Linked DNA regions of Sus scrofa: all the other regions are linked to region 1. The links are chromatin contacts, called in public Hi-C maps. All regions are on one chromosome and are shown on one strand. The core of a region is the stretch at or near the end of the contact, and the rest is flanking DNA. Distances in the headings are between cores, read along the strand shown. Region 1 holds the start of RND3 (Rho family GTPase 3). Region 2 has its middle 240 kb from the start of RND3. Region 3 has its middle 150 kb from the start of RND3. Region 4 has its middle 130 kb from the start of RND3.

Evidence for each region. Hi-C and Micro-C count contacts between places; a contact is called where the count stands out from the background.
Region 2: a Hi-C map of liver shows a contact between it and region 1, with 1.6 times the contacts expected there. The contact joins the enhancer-like site here to the promoter of RND3 in region 1. A contact is called at or near these places in 2 of 5 promoter capture datasets (fetal liver and liver), 11 of 47 Hi-C or Micro-C datasets (alveolar macrophages, embryonic fibroblasts, fetal skeletal muscle and 4 more) and 1 of 2 datasets of contacts at active chromatin or transcription factors (skeletal muscle).
Region 3: a contact with region 1 is called in a Hi-C map of skeletal muscle, with 2.8 times the contacts expected there. The contact joins the enhancer-like site here to the promoter of RND3 in region 1. A contact is called at or near these places in 3 of 47 Hi-C or Micro-C datasets (brain, liver and skeletal muscle) and 1 of 2 datasets of contacts at active chromatin or transcription factors (skeletal muscle).
Region 4: a Hi-C map of embryonic fibroblasts shows a contact between it and region 1, with 7 times the contacts expected there. The contact joins the enhancer-like site here to the promoter of RND3 in region 1. A contact is called at or near these places in 2 of 5 promoter capture datasets (fetal skeletal muscle and liver), 12 of 47 Hi-C or Micro-C datasets (alveolar macrophages, embryonic fibroblasts, heart right ventricle and 5 more) and 1 of 2 datasets of contacts at active chromatin or transcription factors (skeletal muscle).

What each region holds. Positions count from the first base shown.
Region 1 is chr15:1,714,334-1,716,846 of Sscrofa11.1, forward strand. RND3 (Rho family GTPase 3) reads left to right here and starts at 1,256. Exons shown (of 5, transcript NM_214296.1): 1 at 1,256-1,405; 2 at 1,873-1,960. The coding sequence starts at 1,256.
Region 2 is chr15:1,952,476-1,954,988 of Sscrofa11.1, forward strand. No RefSeq gene overlaps it. Among named protein-coding and RNA genes, the nearest start is that of RND3, 240 kb to the left of the region's middle. Within about 2 kb of position 1,261, at least 8 of the 83 cell types and tissues checked have an H3K27ac peak or open chromatin away from gene starts, as enhancers often do. A contact at or near this core is called in fetal liver and liver, where this site is marked.
Region 3 is chr15:1,861,897-1,864,409 of Sscrofa11.1, forward strand. No RefSeq gene overlaps it. Among named protein-coding and RNA genes, the nearest start is that of RND3, 150 kb to the left of the region's middle. Within about 2 kb of position 1,260, at least 7 of the 83 cell types and tissues checked have an H3K27ac peak or open chromatin away from gene starts, as enhancers often do. A contact at or near this core is called in liver and skeletal muscle, where this site is marked.
Region 4 is chr15:1,584,860-1,587,372 of Sscrofa11.1, forward strand. No RefSeq gene overlaps it. Among named protein-coding and RNA genes, the nearest start is that of RND3, 130 kb to the right of the region's middle. Within about 2 kb of position 1,257, at least 6 of the 83 cell types and tissues checked have an H3K27ac peak or open chromatin away from gene starts, as enhancers often do. A contact at or near this core is called in embryonic fibroblasts and omental adipose tissue, where this site is marked.

The DNA of each region.
Region 1 (2,513 bases), core at 6-2,505:
GGGCTACAATGACCTTGTGTGTTTGGGTCCCTAGTGCAGTAGGAATGAGATTTTGGTGTCTCATGTTACTCAGTTATGAGCATCTTACACTTCTCTTTCTTTTCCTCTCCCACCTCCTCTCCGCTCTCCTCAAAACCTTCCCCCCTCATCCTAAGTCACTGAAACTGACAGGTATCAGAATTCAGTCTCTGACTATGACCCAAGCAAGCCAGTGGGAAATAACCTGGCTTAACTATTGTTCCATGGCCTATATACCTGATACAAAACATTTCCTAAAAAAATACAACCACTGGGAGTTCCCGTCGTGGCGCAGTGGTTAACGAATCCGACTAAGAACCATGAGGTTGCGGGTTCGGTCCCTGCCCTTGCTCAGTGGGTTAACGATCTGGCGTTGCTGTGAGCTGTGGTGTAGGTTGCAGACACAGCTCGGATCCTAAGTTGCTGTGGCTCTGATGTAAGCCGGCAGCTACAGCTCCGATTGGACCCCTAGCCTGGGAACCTCCATATGCCGCGGGAGCGGCCCAAAGAAATAGCAAAAAGACAAAAAAAAAAAAAAAAAAAATACAACCACTTAACCCTTCCCCATCTAAGATTGCATCCTATGTTTTATAATGATGTTTTAACTTGGGCGAATAATGTTTTTGCTTTCATAAATATCCACGAGGCTTCTGTAGATTAGCCCTTATGAAAATGGCTTTAAGTAATTCCAATAAAAGTCAATAATGCACATTCAATTTCGCACCTCCTCCTGTACTCCTACAGTGCCATCCTTCAGCAAAGCGTCTTTGCAATCTCCAAGTTGTCCCAGAGCCTTGGTCTGGAAATAGATCCCGCCCGGTTACCCTAGAGGGCGCACTGTCTACATTTCTTTTCTTTTTTCTTTTTTTTTTTTTTTTGCAAGTAAGAAGACGGCGCTCGCTCCCAGGCTCCATAAAAGGGGAGGAGGCGGATCAGTTTCCTTCTCCCATTGAGAACGAGGATTGGAAGGCCGGGCGTATAAAGCCGCGCAGAGAGCGTGAAACAAAGCAGTCGGATCGGAATTGGACTTGGGAAGCGCGGTGTGGAGTCAGGCAGAAAACTTGTTGGAGGAGAGTAACGAGCCTGCTCCTCTAGCTCTCATCTGCGCGGCGCTTCAGGGGTTCCCATCAGCCTTGCGATGTATTTTTATATCTGCTTTTTATAATATAGAGAAACATATATATTTTTTTCCTCTTAAGAGAAAATTCCTGTTCCAAGAGAAAATAAGGCAAGATCAATGAAGGAGAGAAGAGCCAGCCAGAAATTATCCAGTAAATCTATCATGGATCCTAATCAGAACGTGAAATGCAAGATAGTAGTGGTGGGAGATAGTCAGTGTGGGAAAACCGCGCTGCTGCACGTCTTCGCCAAAGACTGCTTCCCCGAGGTAAGTGTGGGGCCAGCCCGGGCTTCGAGGAGTGAGGAGGGCCTCTGGATCCTCTGGCTTCCCCCACTTCACCCGTTTTTCTTTTTTCAGCCGCCTTTCTCACCCTTTACTACTTTCCCCTGGGTTAGACTGCCGGGAAAGGGAAAGTGGTCTGGGAGCGTTTAAGGGTTGGGATGCGACTGCACATTCTGCTGTTAGCTTCTGAAACTTGTTCGGTCATGTGTGCAGAAGGTGGGGTTGTGAGATTCAGATCCTCTCCTCTTGGAAGATGGGAGGGGGGTGGCGAGAGGGGGTTAAGGGGGGTTCGGAAAAGGTCCGCGTGTTTAGTGTGAGGTCTGGTGGTCGTGGGTTTGGGGGTTTTACTTCTTTAATTGGGGAATGAGGAGGCGATTTTCAGAGGGTGTTCTGTGGGTGTCGTGCATTTTAAAATAACCTCTTTGCCCCATTCCTCTGTCCATTTTGTCCAGAATTACGTCCCTACAGTGTTTGAGAATTACACGGCCAGTTTCGAAATCGACACACAAAGAATAGAATTGAGCCTGTGGGACACTTCGGGTAAGAGAGTCATTGGACCGCGTGGCGCTCGGGCCGGTTTCCAGCCGCTCGGGGGTGAGCGGCGGGTCTCAGGACCCCAAGCTTGGCACGCTCTCACCATCCGCCAGCGCGCCATCAGCGCTGGCTCTGCTCCCCTCCGTTAACTTTGCTTCTTGGCGAGGGATTCCCGCGGTCCCTTCTGAGTGGTGGGCGGGGGGGGGGGGCGACATTGGGTTGGGGGTAGCTGTGGGAAGGGAAGAGCGCTGTGTGCCCGAAGGGTGACCCCGTGGTGGAAAATCCTTGTAGCCGAGTGGCTGGGGGGCCGAGCTGTGTCCGGGTCGCCTCCCGGCAAATGTTGGGGGCGGAGGGATGCGTGCGCCGCCTTGGAACCAACTGGATGAGTGCCACTCCAGGACCTGCAGCTTGTCGGGGAGGCGGAGAGCAAGGCAGGGGTGGTGGAAGGTGGGAGAAAATCCCCGAAGCGACGCAGTTACGTGCGGATCCCGCGTTTGGGGGCGGGGGGGAGAAGAAAGTAAAGGGAGCGCACGCAGCCGCGGCGCTCGTGACGCCTACT
Region 2 (2,513 bases), core at 11-2,510, 240 kb after region 1:
AAGAAAAATCTGAATTAATAACAGAACAACTAAAATCAAGAGATAGAGGGGAAGAGGAAAGGGGAAGAAAATATGTCCCAGTTTCCTCACTGTTTAAAGGGAAAAGTTAATTGCACTCTGTAAAACTGAGAGAGAGAGGGGAACATTAAGATTATTGTTAAATTTATAAACATTGAGTCTATAGGATCTAAAAGCAGAGTACCCTCGAAGCTACTGGCTGGGAAACATACCCCAAACAAAACATAGCTAAATCATTGATAAAAAATAGATAATTTAGAAAGCAAGAACAACAAATTGCACAAAAACTAAGAACAAATATATCTATCATGTCAATAAATCCAAATAGGATAAACTCGACTAATAATTGAAAGACTCTCAGATTGGAGGAAACCCTTAAGAGCTTAGGGCACAAGTGAAGTGCTATCCAGTATAAGTAGGGAGAATATCCTTCTGTTCCTGGTTTTAAGTGTGCTTTTCATTTAGTCCCCAAAGCTCCACTGCCTGTGCTAAGAATCTCACAAAGTCTTTCATGAAAACATTTTCTTCAGCTTAAGGCTCTACCCCTTTCTTTTAATAATCAAGATTCCATTTCAAGCTGTCATCCTTCTCTATTGCCCCATTTCAAGCTGTCATCCTTCTCTATTGCCCCAACTTTCCCAATCTTTTTCCTGGAGCCAATACAAAAATTTATTTCCCTTTCTTCACACCCTTAAGTTCCCTTTCTTCACATCCATCAAGTTGTAAGCTACTGACTACCCATTTTATTCAAGAACATAAAGACTTTATTTTTAAAATGGGGCAGTTGGGATACTCTGTCACACTAGTATCATAAGAGTTCTTCTGAATTAATTCACACCAATGTGCTAGGTGATGAACCAGGGCTGGCACTACAAAGCTAACTAAGTCATGATGATGCTATAGGGTGCATGTTATAGGATATGAGATTTACAATTAGGCTGAAAAATAATAGACATATTCCATGGTATAGAAATGAAGGTCACTGAAGTTAGGTGGACACATCGGTTTCAATGTTTCAGCTGAATGAGCGGGTGAATTCATTAAATAACACACTTCTAAAGAGGAAAGCAGGTTGAATGACTATAAGAAATATTTTAAAGCTCAGTGGGTATATTTTTTCAAATTGGAAAATCACAGATGGGTCAAATTCCATTTCAGCTTTTAAAGAGAGGTTCTCCACCTCAGTGAGGACATCTGGATGATGCAATCAGATGTTGACTATGTTGCAATTCCTTAGCAATAATAGTTAAAGTGTAGTCATTTGAGAATGATTTACTGAACACAAACCAGAACAGGTTCAGGGCTATCTATATAACATCAGTCTCCCTTGCGTTTGGTATGCCTTATTGAGCTTAAATAAAAGGGATTTAGGTATAATTACTCCTCAGAGAATCTCAAATAAATCTGTGTATACCATGGGCATGTGTATAAACCATTGGTTTAAATGCTAATGCTTGGAAAACAAACTAGACCAATTTGCAAAGGCACGGAAACCAAATGAAAGAATGAGAAGGATAGACCAAGATGCTGCCATGAGAATGCTTGGATTTCCCTAGAAAATCAAAGAAGCTATGATTTTTTTTTTCTAAGAAAATAAACACCTGGGAAAACTACCAAGAACAATGTGCAAATCCTCTTCTTTTGTTTGTCCAAGTAACTGAGCTGGCCCACCCCAAGGGGCATAAAATCTGTGGAATTTGTGTCCCTTGGAGGTAGAATACAAACCCTGAGTAAGCTAGGACTGCAGTCTTTTGTAACCAACTATAATTTTATTGATTTTCATCTGTTACCCAAGTCTTGTTAAGAGAGATGAGAGGTCTGCCAAAGCAAATAGAAAGATGCATAGACTGCCACCTGAATTTTATGTTATGTAGGTTACGCCTATTGATGGAATTTGAAATTGGAGGTTGCCAAGAAGCCAAGAGGAAAGTTCAGAATGATATATGTTTTCAGAGGACAAATAGTACTCCTTTTTCTAATTTCTGCGTTTTTCCCCCCATGGAAAATTTTCCTTCTTTTGGTAATAAAATACAACACATGATTAATTTATCAATGAAAATAATGATTTTTAGTATTGTGGGCTAAGGCTAAATATGATCAGTCCTCTTTGACTTTTTTTTTCCCCTGTATAAATTCTAGTGACAGCTGATTTTATTATACTTAATTTTCCTTTTAAGACATAGAAAACAGTCAGGACTTTTTCTTTAAAGTTAAAATCATTTAACACTTCATTAAAAAAATATAAATTTCTACAGATGTTAAAGCTAAAACTTTTTTTTTATTGCTCTTTTGTATTTTATGGAAGTTTAGGATCCATATTTACAGGAAGCCTCTATAAACCAATCTAAACTGGCAATCATCAGCGACTCCTATTTCCATCTACTTCTTTTATTCATGCATTGACTATTCAATATAGATCATATTTTTATATAAAGTATCTCAGATATTTTAAAATATCAATTCCCTTGGCCTCTTCTCCTCTAGTTTAATTCCTT
Region 3 (2,513 bases), core at 10-2,509, 150 kb after region 1:
TTTATCTTCCACAGTCTTCTTTTTCTAGCTATCAAGGATGCCTAGTCAAAGCTACTTTGACTTGATGTTAACTCTGTCTTTGCAATAATGCTTCTCCTCTGATATAACACACACATCAAAATATCAGTTTAACACACATAAATTAGTCGCTCATTGCACTGTGATATTAGTTAATTCTGAAATTGCATTATAGATTTCTAAATTAAAGAGATTGCCTGCCTGTCACTCACATTGCATACAATGAATGCCAACGTCAGGCATCACCTTTTTCCAGCTTTGCCAGACTGAAGGTCATTATCAATTGCTGTTTAATCAGCCAAGTCATGCATATAGACAAAGGTTAACTGAGCATGGACCAATCTGACTTCCTTTGTCATCGCAAGACAATTTGCGGCTTAATAAAGCTGCTCTGATTGCACTTAACAACACCTGCTTTAAAATCCAGCCTCATTAATAGCACACTAATGAGTTAGGGATCTTCTGGCAAGGGCATGATCAAAGACAGATGATTTGCTTTCTGATTAAATGACCTAAATAACATAAAACCAAACCTCCCAGTTTCCTTTAGGGACAGTCTTTTTGGAAAAAGTTATAAAAGCTGTTGGCATCCTCAGATATGGTTGGAAACAAAAGGACAGGAAAGAATCATCAGTTGGCTTAAATTCTGATGTGGAACCATAGTGAACAATAAATGAAATTGAGCCAAACCATGTTCTCAACCTTGGAGCTCACACTTTAAAACAAAATAGCCACTGAGCAAGAGAGCAGAGATATAAAACTCATAAAACAGAAGGGGAATTTTTTGAATCTTTATGAAGGTAGTATATTAGTATAAAGACTAATTTTTAGAAGCAACTTTGTTACTAAGATAATGAAAGTGATTTGACACTTCTGCATACACTAGAGTTTTGGAGTTTAAAGTTAATTTATTATGTGATGTCAGACAAGTCATTTGTTGCTCTGAATGGAGCCATGTGTTCTGATCTGATACAACCACTGGCTGAACTTTGAACGTCGGAAAATCTTGCACCTTTCTTTCTGCATTTCTGTAATTATTCAATCTGTACTAGAAATGTCAGTCTTGCCTGCCTGCCTGCCCAGGAAAGGAGAAAGCTGTGCCATAACCTCTGCTACAAAGGCCAGTTTGGGAACAGAATCTGCTGTCAGAACTCGACCAAGGTCAGCCAATCTAAAGTCCTGCCAGTGACCAAAGCTTTTGGTTGACTACTGGCCAATTCAAAGTCTTCTCAGGAATGCAACAGAACTGGAAGTTCAGAGCCTGGAATAAAGAGGTTGGGAGAGAAGCTGAGACAGACACATACACACATGAGAACAGATACAAGGAGGTTAGCTGAATCACATTCATGAAGGAACACAAGAACAAAGTTACATTAGATTTTTTGTTTTTTGTTTTTTGTTTTAAATTGAAGTATAGATGATCTGCAGTGTTATATTAGTTTCAGGCATACGACATAGTGATTTGGTACAAGTAAGACTGAAGGCTCCTTGAGTGTGGGGAGTAAAGCTCATATTCCTTTTGCCATCTCCACATCTCTAGCGGGACTACAAAGTGTTTAGTGAGTATTTATTGATGGTGCAGAGAGCTTCTGCGTGAAATGTTATTCTATACTTCATCTTTAAAAGGAAGTCACTTCAATGATCAGAAAGGTGTAGCTTGGACAAGTTTTAAATATAGATACCTCAATTTATTGAAATCTTCTTCTGAAAAAGTTCCCCCATTCATTTCCCTTGTTTCTAAGATGATTCTAAAATGATGTGTTGGTAAGACAGTGAAAGGGAGACAGATGATGGCGTACTGGTTCAGCTCTGTGGCTTACTCAGGAGGGGACAAATTGAAATCTCTGTGAAACTTGATATCCTCATCAGTCAAAAGGGGATAATATGCCCTCTACCACTTCCACTAAGTGGCTTTCAGGAACAAAGGAGAAAATAAGCTTCCATGGTGCTTATGTCTTTCCTTTATTCTATTGTAGTTAACCCATCATAATGTGGTGGAGGTGGTGGTATACTAGAGCTGGCTTGCACGGACTCTCAAGAACTATTTTTTAAACTTTGAGGGGTTTGTGAGCTGGTTGTTAAATGGAGCCATTATTAATTATTAAATTATGTAACTTACAATTAAACCACTCATATCAAAAATAGAAGCAACAAATAATCAAAACTCATGCTCCCTAGTTATTTTAGCACATTTCGTTACTACCTGTGCTCTTGAGGTATTTCTGTCTGTTATCTTGGTGCAGTAGAAATACTTACTGTATAATGGTGTGCATTTTTACCTTTCTTCCCAGCTCTGGATTCAATGAGTTGTGTTGTTAGTCTGAAATTGGCCATGATGAAAGTATTTACACCATGGAAAACAGCAAATGCCACAAACTGGGGCTTTTTGTTCCTGTAGCCAGTTTTTTTGTGTGTGTGCGTAAGTGTCTCTTTTTAGGGTTGCACCCATGGCATTCAAAAGTTCCCTGACTGGGGGTCCAATTGGAGCTGCAGCT
Region 4 (2,513 bases), core at 7-2,506, 130 kb before region 1:
TTATTATTGATTTTTCTGAAAATGCCCTCAGTCTGCTTCACTCAAGTGCTCTCACTGGCATGATTAATTATTATTCTCAAATTTCATAAACCACATTTGGCTTTAATGAAACAATGTGTATGTCCATCTGGAAAGTAAGTTAAAAAAATAAATATAGTTCTATGGAATGACTAATAGCCCCTTGGGAGGAGCAAAGAATTTGGCAGGCTAGGAACTTTTAGGTACAGGACATAGAAATTTTGTCTGGAGGTAAACAAAAATCAACGCCTACTTTTCATTAGGAATGCGAGGAGAAATAGAATAATGTATTCAAAGTCTCTATTTCCAAGGGTCTGTTTCTGCATTTCCTCCACAGTAAACTTTATGGTACTCAATTTATCTCCCTAGAAAACCATCCCAGCTCTGGGATATGATAGGCCTCAAGGAATATTCCACTAGCTGACTTAAATCTCAGTCTTCTGTGATGCATCATGAATGAGTTTTAAGGAATTTATTTCATTGTCAAGAAAAGGGTCATTTCTCAGAAAACATAATCATTCTTGCTTCTGTAGATTAAAAACAAACAAAAAAAAAGATGTACATAGGCTACAGGGTCTTTCAATTTAGCAGTGGAACAAACCTTTATAGAACTCCTTCGGGAATTCCTTTAGCACAGATGTTTCCATATTAGCATTGGTCTGAACCCAGTGGACCAGAGAAAACATTTAGAGACAAAAAAAAAAAAAAAAAAAAAAAAAGGATTCTATAAGATGCATAATAAAAAGTTTTATGAATTATATTAATGAACAGTTCAATTTTTTTGCAATTCTTTCATTAAAAAATTTACATTTTATAATTAAGTTCAAAGCATGTATAAAAATTACCATACATATGAAAAGACAAGTTTAACTATTTACCAAAAAACATTAATTATTACCATGTTTAAAATAAGTGTTTTAAAATACTACTTCACCAATGCTTTAACAGTCATATTTAAGTCTCTTGGCAATAAGATTCTAATATGAACCACATCCCACTGTCTTAAAATGATCTGAATTTTGCTACTGTGAGATTTCTAATGAAAAGTAGAACTCTTCCAGTTGACAGGATTAATTTTCAGACTTAAACCATTTTCAGAGCTTCTAGAAACCAAAGATAGATTCACCTTTGGTTAGAATAAGGGTAAATGAGATTGTTCAAGCAACATAGGATGGGACTAAGGCTGAAGACAGGGAGATTTGGCCCTGGGTGCCCAAGATCAGCACAGCTGTGTCAGGGATCCTCCACTTTGGCATTTACTACACGTTTTCTCCAGAAGGTGGTGCTTGTCAGTCACTTCTGGATGGTTGTGAGACGGGACTAAAATATAATCCTGATTTTTAAAGAGATCCTCTCACTAAAAGAAGCCAGTGCGTACAAAAGCATTGCTAATATGGCATCAGACATCTTGGTTTAGCAAACCCACAACTCCTACGTAAGAGGCACTGGGAGAGCTTGTGCTGGAGCAATGGGTTGGGCATGTACGAGTCCCTCAGTATCACGAAAGAGAAAGGGCCTGGGATCGTAAAGTTCCTTGCAAACAAGTCCGAAGATCTTCTGTCCTAAGAATTCTTAATAAAACCCTATTTTGAGTTTAAAGTTTTAATATTATATTGGAAATTTCATATGTGTATTTATTAAGGGGAGGTGATAGATTGCATTATGTTTTCAAAGGTGTCCAAAAAGAAATAAGATCCAGTAACACTTATTTTAGGAAGGAGGAACCTGAAGCACAGCATGGTTAAAGCTATCTTGTGTTCCAGAATCACACTGGCAGAGGCATAAAACCCTGTATTCCTGAAGGATGTTGCAACTACATGAAATTCCAACCAAATCTCTTCACTTTTAAGAAAGAAAAATTTTTACAAGGTATTCTGCTATTCTGTATCATATCAAAATAACTGTAAGGTTGGTTAAATAGCCAAAGCTATTAGTATTATGCTAATCATTTTAAAAAATGCTTATTTGACCAACTGTTTCCGTTTTGATTGATTATGTTGGCATTACCCAGACACAGCCCAGAGAACAGCATACTCCCATGACCATGATCCTGTAAATATTCTGGCATCTCCCCCATTACCAGTAAAACTATTCAGCACAAGTATGCAGCATAAAAGGAAGAAAAATGGGAAACATATGTTTGAGTTCTCCATGTGAAATCTACAGCCATTAGGGGAATGATTTGCATTATGTGGCTTGATCGTGCAGTTAGTTAGCAACCGCGGAACCTAGTGAAATAAAGAGAAGGAGCAGGGTTGTAAGAGATATTTCCAAAGGAGACAGAATTACAATTCTTCCTTCTAAACCAAAGACACCCAGAGCAAAACTAGTGAGAAAACATTTGTATAGGTCAAAAGAAATAAAAAATCTTATACTCCCGGCCTGTGATGTGGTTAAGGGTAGACTGATTACAAACGGCAACTATTCTGAGAAAACCTACAAACGAAAGTCAGTTACCAAGTGAGTTTAATAACTTGGCCCAAACCTGAATGAAC